Regions from separate parts of the Sus scrofa genome. Here region 1 is linked to region 2. The links are chromatin contacts, called in public HiChIP or PLAC-seq maps. All regions are on one chromosome and are shown on one strand. The core of a region is the stretch at or near the end of the contact, and the rest is flanking DNA. Distances in the headings are between cores, read along the strand shown. Region 1 holds the start of MAZ (myc-associated zinc finger protein). Region 2 holds the start of SPN (leukosialin).

What was found. HiChIP or PLAC-seq counts read pairs in DNA pulled down with a chosen protein or histone mark.
Region 1: an H3K27ac HiChIP or PLAC-seq map of alveolar macrophages shows a contact between it and region 2. The contact joins the promoter of MAZ here to the promoter of SPN in region 2. A contact is called at or near these places in 1 of 5 promoter capture datasets (fetal skeletal muscle), 1 of 47 Hi-C or Micro-C datasets (embryonic fibroblasts) and 1 of 2 datasets of contacts at active chromatin or transcription factors (alveolar macrophages).

The regions. Positions count from the first base shown.
Region 1 is chr3:18,039,551-18,044,526 of Sscrofa11.1, forward strand. MAZ (myc-associated zinc finger protein) reads left to right here and starts at 3,482. Exons shown (of 7, transcript XM_003354553.4): 1 at 3,482-3,524; 2 at 3,527-3,687; 3 at 3,761-4,617. The coding sequence starts at 3,497. KIF22 (kinesin family member 22) reads left to right here. Exons shown (of 14, transcript NM_001243019.1): 10 at 1-49; 11 at 820-887; 12 at 1,603-1,815; 13 at 1,895-1,954; 14 at 2,043-2,182. The coding sequence ends at 2,090.
Region 2 is chr3:17,977,271-17,982,074 of Sscrofa11.1, forward strand. SPN (leukosialin) reads left to right here and starts at 1,461. Exons shown (of 2, transcript XM_005655097.3): 1 at 1,461-1,591; 2 at 1,990-4,804. The coding sequence starts at 1,476. The coding sequence ends at 3,265.

The DNA of each region.
Region 1 (4,976 bases), core at 2,232-4,731, 64 kb after region 2:
ACAGTGGCGAAGCCCCTCAAAAGAGCTGTGGTGATGCCCTTACAACTGAGTAAGTTTGGCTCTGGGGGCCAGGAAGACCCAGATAATTGAAGGGAGTTATTGTTTGGGGCAGCTGACCTCATGTCACTCATGTCCTCACACAATACACCAACCCCAGGGAAAGGAAGAGGGATCTGAAGTAGATCTGGGTGCTCTGCCCTCCAGCATTTAGTACAGTGGGGTAGACTGACAAATGCGTGATTGATTATTCTGCAAGACCAACGGAGGTTACTTTCTCCCTTTTTTGCTTTTTAGGGCCACACCCACAGCATACAGAAGTTCTCAGGCTAGGAGTCAAATCGGAGCTGCAGCTGCTAGCCTACACCACAGCCACAGCAACAGGGGATTCAAGCCACGTCTGCGAACTACACCACAGCTCAGGGCAATGCCGGATCCTTAACCCACTGAGTAGGACCAGGGATGGAACCCAAATCCTCATAGATACTAGCCAGATTCATTAGTGCTGAGCCACAACAGGAACTCCTGAGGTTACTTTCAAATATAAGAATGGGATGGTCATGCAGAGAAGTTCTATTGTGGCGCAGCAGGTTAGGGATACAGCATTGTCAGTGCAGCAGCTTGGGTTCCTCCTGTGGCGTGGGTTTAATCCCTGGCCCAGGAACCTCCACATGCCATGTGTGGCAAAAAAAACAACCCAACAAAAGAGAGTTAACTGGGGTTGAGGTGACTTGGGGAATCAGAAATCGAAGAACCAAATGGCTACCAGGGGGCCAAAAAGTAGCCTCGGCCGTGACTCCAGTTCACAATTCTTGCTTTCAGTTCAGGAGCAGGCAGCATCCCCAAATGCTGAGATCCACATCTTGAAGAAGAAAGGCCGGAAGAGAAAGGTGAGAGTAGCTGAAGCCTTAGGCTACATACACCTACATAGATCCCAGGGGAAGTAACAGGTGGTGAGCTTCGGTGGGAAGAGGGCTGGCCAGAGGGTTACTTGGTCTGTTTGAACCCTTGTCAGCTGTTTACAGCTCTTCCAAGTCGCTTCCCCTCTGGATGCAGCATGCCTCACAGGGCATTTCAGATGAAATGCAGTGAGATGAGTTTATCTAGCAGGATGGGTGTCCCTCACTTGTTACCTTTCTTCCTGGTGTCCCTCACCGTCAGTTGATAGCTACTTACTAGGTACAGTGTGTAGCCTGGGTCTTGCCCTCTACAAACTGCAGAGCCCACTTAGGGAAAGAGCCTAAACACTGGAAGACCTACCTAAAAACTGGGGTGACACTGGGGGGTTATCATTTCTTGAGCACCTTCTATGTGCTTATTCTTTTTAGAGATGAAGGCCCAGATTTAAGAGCTTGCTATGTATTTTACATTCATGAACTCATCTGATCATCACAGCAACTCTTTCACAAGTTGGATAAAATGAGAATCAGCCCAGAGAGTGGCCAGAGGGAAGGGTTCGGGGAATGGCAACTGAACAGGAGGGAAAGAGAGGCTGGGGAGGGCGGGGAGGTAGCTGCTGTTAGGCTTCTATCCTTGCAGAGTCCAAAGCAGTTTACCGCTGCAGGCTGAACAGCACTCTGTTGTCACTCACCTCCTGCCTAATAGCTGGAGTCCCTGGATGCCTCAGAGCCCGAGGAGAAGGCTGAGGATTGCTGGGAGCTACAGATCAGCCCGGAGCTACTGGCCCATGGGCGCCAAAAAATATTAGATCTGCTGAATGAAGGCTCAGCCCGGGATCTACGCAGCCTGCAGCGCATTGGCCAAAAGAAGGCCCAGCTCATCGTGGGCTGGAGGGAGCTCCATGGCCCCTTCAGCCAGGTAATGGCCCAGGGGGGAGTGGGGGTGGGAGGAGCCTGGCACTCCCTCGGCCCCTTCTCCATCACGGCTGTCCTGCCAGGTGGAGGACCTGGAACGCGTGGAGGGCATCTCCAGCAAACAGATGGAGTCGTTCCTGAAGGTGAGCTCACGGCTGAGCCCTTCCTCCCCTGGCCTGTGCCCGTCTCGGCCCTGACGCTGCTGCTCTCCCCTCCCCTCCTGTGTTGCAGGCGAACATCCTGGGTCTCGCCGCGGGCCAGCGCTGCGGCCCCTCCTGACTGCCAGCTCCCCTCTTCACTTTGCTTTTTTTTTTTTTTTTTTAAATCCTTGTGTAACCCACTTTCGTGTAAATACAGTTGTCATTCCTTTGCTTCAGCCTGATTCTTGGGGCTGCGGGGGTGGGGCCCGGGTATCACTGCCTTTGGGCCGGGCCACAGGCGCCGCGGGCTAACTTCTTTGGGCGCCATCTTTGGGAAAACACGAAGCAGCGCAGGATTGTAAATAAACCGCTGGAGAGAGGAGGCAGAAAGGACGGTGGCCGAGAGGAAACAAAAAGCTCCCGCGAAAACCCGAGGACGACGACCGTTAGGCGGGCGCGCGCTTAGCGATTGACCCCGCCCCGTTCGTACCCCTGGCGCGCGCTCCCCTATTCTCCCGCTCGGCAACGACGGCGAGTTTGCGCGCGTGCGCGCGAAATAACGGCCGCTGGCGGAGGGAGAAGGGGGGTGGAATCTTTGAGGGGGGGAAGAGAAGCCGCCCCGTCTCCCGCGCGCCCACCACCTGCGCCATCGTCAGCCAATCAGCGGCCGTCTCAGGGGTCTCGCGCTTGGGGCGACTCCGGCTGCCGGGTGGCTCCCCCGTCCCTCCTCCCGCCAGAGTCCCTCTCGTACCTTCCCCCTCCCGCTGGCCTCGCGCGCGCTCGCGCTCGCGCCCGCTCCAGCCTCTTGTGTGTCCTCGCGCCCCCCGCCCGCCCTCCCCGCGCGCAGTGTGCTCCGCTCCCCCACCCTCCTCCTCCTCCCCCCTCCCGCCCGCCCCGCGCGCCTCCTCCCCGGGTTCCCCCTCCCCCACCGCCGCCTCCTCCTCCTCCCGCCCCAGGGTGAGCGCGAGCCACCTCCCTCCCTCCCTCCGCCATGGATCCCGGCAACTGGAGCAGCTTCATCTTCCAGGTAACAACCCCCTCCCCCCGCCCCCACCCCCCTTCCCACACCCCTCCCGCCCGCCCTCCCTCCCGTCCCACCCCCCCCTCCGCGCGCCCGGTGCGCGCGCAGCTGTCCCCCTCCCTCCCTCGCGCCCTCCCCCGCCCTCCCCGAGGCGCCGGCTGGGCGCGCGCGCGGCGGGGCCGAGGCTGCTCCCTCGCTCCCCCCACCCCGCCCCGCCAGGCTCCAACCGCCGCCGCCGCCGCCGCCGCCCGGGCCCCCGCCCCCGGCCCCCGGCCCCGCGGGGCCTCCCGCCCCCACCCAGGGGGCGTCGCCGCCGCCGTCGCCGCCGCGTTCCGCGGCCCGCCAGGCGCCCTCCTTCCCTCCCTCCCGCCGGCCGGGGTGCGCGGGCGGCGGGGCGGCCCGCGGGCCATGCGTTCGGCGCGGCCCAGCCCGGCCGGCCGGGGGCGGCGCCCCGAGCCCGGGCCCCGCGCGGCCCGCGCCCCCGGCCCCCGCTGAGCCCCGGGGGCCCCGCCGTGGCCGAGGCCATGTTCCCCGTGTTCCCTTGCACGCTGCTGGCCCCCCCTTCCCCGTGCTGGGCCTGGACTCCCGGGGGGTGGGCGGCCTCATGAACTCCTTCCCGCCACCTCAGGGTCACGCCCAGAACCCCCTGCAGGTCGGGGCTGAGCTCCAGTCCCGCTTCTTTGCCTCCCAGGGCTGCGCCCAGAGTCCATTCCAGGTGAGTAGGGGCCGGCCGGGCCGGGAGGGCGCCGACTCGCGGCCGCGGCCCACACGGCGCCTTGTCTTCGCAGGCCGCGCCGGCGCCCCCACCCACGCCCCAGGCCCCGGCGGCCGAGCCCCTCCAGGTGGACTTGCTCCCGGTTCTCGCCGCCGCCCAGGAGTCCGCCGCGGCCGCGGCCGCCGCTGCTGCCGCCGCCGCCGCCGCCGCCGTTGCTGCTGCGCCCCCGGCCCCGGCCGCCGCCTCCACTGTGGACACAGCGGCTCTGAAGCAGCCCCCGGCGCCCCCTCCGCCGCCCCCGCCAGTGTCGGCGCCCGCCGCGGAGGCCGCGCCCCCTGTCTCTGCCGCCACCATCGCCGCAGCCGCGGCCACCGCCGTCGTAGCCCCAACCTCGACGGTCGCCGTGGCCCCGGTTGCATCTGCCTTGGAGAAGAAGACAAAGAGCAAGGGGCCCTACATCTGTGCTCTGTGCGCTAAGGAGTTCAAGAACGGCTACAACCTCCGGAGGCACGAGGCCATCCACACGGGAGCCAAAGCCGGCCGGGTCCCCTCGGGTGCTATGAAGATGCCCACCATGGTGCCCCTGAGCCTCCTGAGCGTGCCCCAGTTGAGCGGGGCAGGCGGGGGAGGGGGAGAAGCTGGTGCCGGCGGCGGAGCGGCCGCAGTGGCCGCCGGCGGCGTGGTCACCACGACCGCCTCGGGAAAGCGCATCCGGAAGAACCACGCCTGCGAGATGTGCGGCAAGGCCTTCCGCGACGTCTACCACCTGAACCGACACAAGCTGTCGCACTCGGACGAGAAGCCCTACCAGTGCCCGGTGTGCCAGCAGCGCTTCAAGCGCAAGGACCGCATGAGCTACCACGTGCGCTCACATGACGGCGCTGTGCACAAGCCCTACAACTGCTCCCACTGTGGCAAGAGCTTCTCCCGGTGTGCACAGGGCCTCGGCCGCCCACTGGGCGGGCGGGTGGGGAGGGAGGGCCGGCCTGCGATGGAGGTGGCCTGGCCTTGGCTGGTTGGGAGGGAGGGTGGCTTCCGAGGAGGAGGACAGGGAGCCACTCCCTGGGAGGAGGGAGAAAAGCCTCTCCTGGTTACCAGGGAGCAGGGGGTGGTACTTAGCAGAGGAGGTGGGTCCTTGGGTTGTAGGAGAGCTTCGCGTGGGAGGAGGACCAGGCAGCCCTGCGCGCGCGAGAGGAGGGATCTCCTGCCTGCCTGCCCGGGACTCTGAAGCCCTGGGCTTGAGAGGCATTGCAGGGACCTACGGAGAGGCCTGATGTACTAACAAGTTA
Region 2 (4,804 bases), core at 211-2,710:
AGCAGTATGCATGATAAAACCTAATACTAGCCTATACATGTATATGAGAACAATGTCTAGTCACTTATGATGGAGCACGATGATGTGAGATAAAAGAATGTACACATGTACGTGTAACTGGATCACCGTGCTGTACAGTAGAAAAAAAATAATAACGTATTGGGGAAAAAAAAGAATATGCCTGTGTATATGCATCCAGACTTATCGTTACTAGGGCATAGCTGGCGGTGGTGGTAGAGGAGCTTTGTCACTTTTCAATTCCTGCCTGTTGGGAAAGCCAATCCACCGCAGCCCTGAGCAGCCCTGCACACTCCTGCTCCTCTGCCAGCAAGGCACGGTCCCAGATGCTCTCTATTCAGGGGGTTGCTCAAGATTGTGTTCGCAGTGAGTAACTCTGAGGATGAAGTAACGTCTCCTTTTGGGACAAAGAGCAGGCTTGCTAACCACCTCCTCGAAAAGAGGAAAATTCTCCAAGCTCAGCTGCCGTGCAAACCCCTCGCCGTCACCCCTGTGGGACTCAGAGGCAAGAGGAACTGAAGCAGACACGGTGCTTCTGCTGCTTGCTTAGCCATGAGGCGCGGATGCCTGCGTCTCTGACCTAGGAATCGCACATCTTTGTCGGACTAACTCTTAGCTCATGAGTTCGGTTCGATCCCGGGCTGTGACATTGGCTTCTTTTAATCATCTCTCACGGACATGTATTATTACTTTTGTGACATAATCGGTTTTGATTTTTTTCGAGAAAGGCAGAATACAAAACAAAAAACCACACACGTACCGAAAGCCCAAGCTTACACGTTCAACGAAAGTGAGAAAAGAACAACTATCCAAGGCAGAAACTAAAGAACTCCCTACCCAGACGTACCCAAAGAAACGTGGTAATACCTCAGTAGATACCTTTCCAGACTGTCATCAGTGTTGACTCCCACATTTTTATTAGTCTTCTGCAAAAATAAGATCGTAGCGTATAGCGTGCTTAAGAACCACTTCGATTTAGTCAGGCATCCCATGACTGGGGGCCACTGTGGTGACACCAGCCCACTCCAGCTTCTCGAGAAGTCAAGAGCCCACCAGGATTTTCCTACAACCTGCGAAGGCTTTCACTGCCCCCAGCCAGAGGGAGGGAGTTCCTCGCACCCTGGTACTTCCTGGGAGCTCTTGGGGCAGAAAAAGTGCTAGCCTTGGGTCCTGGCCTAACAGCTTGGGGACCACAAATGCAAAGGAAACCACCTTCCCCTCCCAGCTCCTCCTCCGCACCCCCCATTCTCAACCACACAGTTCCACCCCTCCACCCACTCTCACCCCTATCCCAGCTTCACCCTCTGCTATCACATTTCCCAACTGAGAACGAGGAACCCCATTCCAGATCCCACCCACCATTCCCACCTGCCCCAGAGTCCCCCACCATCTCAGACCCTGAAAAAGCGATGCCTTGCTCATAGCCCGCCAATGTAGGAGCAGGAGGGTGGGGCAGGATGCTGGGGTGGGTGGAGCCAGGGCCATTTCCTTTCCCCCTGGGGCCCTGGCCACCAGTCTTGCCCCAGCTTCAAGAGGAGTTGGAGCAGCCTGGCCGCAACCTCGCCCTTATCAGGTGAGCTGGTAAGGGGTGTGATTTGGTGGAGCAGCAGCCCCAGTGCACCTGGGGATGTGCTTCTGGCTTGAAAAAGACCTTGATGGATAATGGAAAAGGAGACTGTGGAGCCACTGAGGCTGCCCACGGTTGGGACAGGTGGGGAGGGGGTGGCCTTTGCTGGAGCACAAGCTGCCAAGGCAGGCTGAGGGGACCTAGGGAGAGAGTTGATGGGGGAACCGCCAGCATCTTGTACTTTCTGATACGAGTACAAGCAGGGGTGGAAAAAGCCGTTGAACCGCAGAGTTCGGCCTGGCAGTTGGCAGGGAAGTGGGCAAGGGCGGGGAGAGGGCCTGGCTAGGTCCTCCCCCCACCCCAGGTTCTTATGTGTTCTCTTTCTCCGGTTTCCCCACCCTCAGGTCCCAACTCCTGCTCATGCCTGTCGCCTTGAAAATGATCCCGCTTTTCCTCTTCTTTGGGAGCGTCTGGGCCCCAGTGGCAAGCCTAGAGCTTCCAGAGAGCACGACTGCTTTGCAGATGTCTGAACCCGCAAGGTCCCCTTTTCCTTTGGTCTCTGTCTCTGGGACCCCCGAAATCAACTCAGAAGCATCCAGTCTTTCAACAACTGAGCTCCCTGAGGAAAGTAACAGCCCTGGGCATCAGATCTTCCTGCCTTCCTCAACTCCCTACCCAGCTGAAGAGGTGTCCTCCCCCGGGATTTCCATTGCTGCCAGCAGTGGCCTTCCTCTCCCCAGGTCAGTACTCTCCCAGGAAGTTTCCACCAACAGGAAATCCATGCTCCTGGAGATCTCTGATGCAGCCAATACACCTGCTGTCTCAGGAATGAGCTCCCTGGGGTTGCACACTGTGACTGGTAAAACCATGACCACCAGCTCTCTGGAGACCTCTGATGGGACCAGTGGACCTCCTGTCACCACGGCAACCAGCTCTCTGGAGACCTCTGATGGGACCAGTGGACCTCCTAATACCACGGCAACCAGCTCTCTGGTGGCCTCCAGTGGAACCACTGGACCCCCTGTCATCATGGCAACTAGGTCTTCGAAGACCTCCGTTGTGACCCGTGGACCCCCTGTCACCATTGAAACTGGCTTGCTAACGACTTCCAAGGGGACCAGTGGACCCCCTGTCACCAGGGAGACCTCTATGAAGACCACTGACCCCATCTTTGGGGTAGGAATATCCACCGTAGACACAAGCAGTAGCTCCCCCCAAAATTCAGGTCAGAGGACAAATGGCACCATGCTGGTAGCCGTGCTTGTGGCCCTGCTGGTGGTCATTGTCCTCGTGGTACTACTCCTGCTATGGCGCCAGCGGCAGAAGCGGAAGACAGGAGTCCTGACACTAAGCAGAGGTGGAAACCGCAATGGGGTCGTAGATGCCTGGGCTGGGCGAGCCCAGGTGTCCGATGAGGAGGCCATGTCACCAGAGGGAGCATCTGGGGGCAACAAGGACTCTGGGGCTCCCCAGGGGGAGGGGCCTGGCCAGCGACCCACGCTCACCACTTTCTTTGGGAAACGGAAGTCTCGCCAGGGCTCCTTGGCGCTGGAGGAGATAAAGGCTGGGTCAGCCGCCAAGCTGAAGGGTGAGGAGGAGCCGCTGGTGGGCAGCGAGGATGGGGCTGCGGACGCCTCTGCTTCTGATGGGCCAGAAGCCAGAGAGGCGGGGGCCGCTTAGGGCTTCATGACAAGGATGGAAGCCAGAGTCACTCCCTCTTTCATCACCCTCCCTCCTACCGTTACATCCAACTTCACTGTCACCCAGCTTTTTCACCCAGCACCCTTTGGATGTGCACGCAGCATCTTCACTCTGAGTCTTCATTCGGCTTCTTGGCCCTGGATCATCCCGCCAGCATCTGCACTCAGCACCTAGACCAGGGCTGGCACCCACTGAACGCCTGTAGACAGAATGAGCAAAGCTTGAATGAGCAAAGCTTCCTCGTGGACCTCACTGCTCCCCATCACAGTTTCTCTATGTTTTTGTCCTCGACCCCAGCTGAGTCTCCCTAATCCCAAACTTTTTGGACCTTGGATTTTTCAGAGGATGCTCCAGGGATCCCAGAGTCTGGGAAGATGACAGAAAAAGCAACCCAGGAAACTCCTCCTTAGGATGACTCTGGAAAGTACACTCGGCCCCACAGACTAGAACAGTTGACCCTTCTTTTGACTCTGCGCCCAGGAGCGCTGTGCCGGGCCAGCCTGGAACACGGGCTGGGTTGGTGTCATCGGGCTGCGCTCTCGGGTGCGTGTGTGACAGCCCCTGGACTCTAGGCTGGCCCACTGTCCAAGCCGCCACACTCTCCCTCACCTCTGGCCTGAGACAGCCAGAGGCTTCAGCTGTTTCCCCTCCCCCTCGGAGGTGAGAAGAATTTCAGGGCAGGTGTCATTCTTAGAAGTCTCAGCATCTGTGTGGGTCCCCGTATGAGGGCGGTTTGCGCGAGCGAGCGAGCGGGAGAGGCGAGGAATCCGTGATGTTTGTGAAGGGCGGGGGTGAGGACAGGGGCGGGGGTGGGGGCGAGGGCAGGAAGGGCTGCAGAGGCTGAGGAGATGCCACCCTTGTTGCTGCCGAGGCATAGGCGCCCTCATCTTTGCTCAGATTGGGCAGAGGTAGATTGAACTCCGCCTGTGGCCGGCCCTGAGGGGAAAGACCGCATGCGTGACGACTGAGTGTGGTTCCTCAGCTCAGCCACTCGGTCATCTCTTCCTCAAAGACCCCCCCCCCAGCCCCCGCACACACCCCCCCCCGGCCCCCGGCCCTGTTCCAACACTCGCAGGAGACCCAGGGCGGGTCTTGCTGATGCTGTTACAGGTTGGATGTGTTTGCATCTCCTCTTCCATCCTCCAAGGGAGTCAGTCAGAGTGAGACGTGACAGGCCCCCAGGGGATGGCCAGGAGGGGACAAAGCCTAACTGAGCCATCTCTCTGGGACCAGCCCAGGACAGAGCACCGGGCGCCTCCTGGACCGGAGGCCACGGACCAGAGGCTGTTGGTATTTCCCCAGGGCAAAGAGGAAATGTGCAAAGAGGAAGTTGTTGAGTCAGAGAGCAGACACATTGACCTGCAAAAGGAGCCGCCAAGGGCCGCGTGTGAGTGTGCCGGCCAGGTGGCCTGGAATGGAAGGGACATGGGGAGACAGGGAAAGGGCCTGGGGGGGGGGTTCCCGTTCACGGGGTGGGGGAGGAGAGGGATGGGGAGAGAAGGAGCGGAAAGTGGCCAC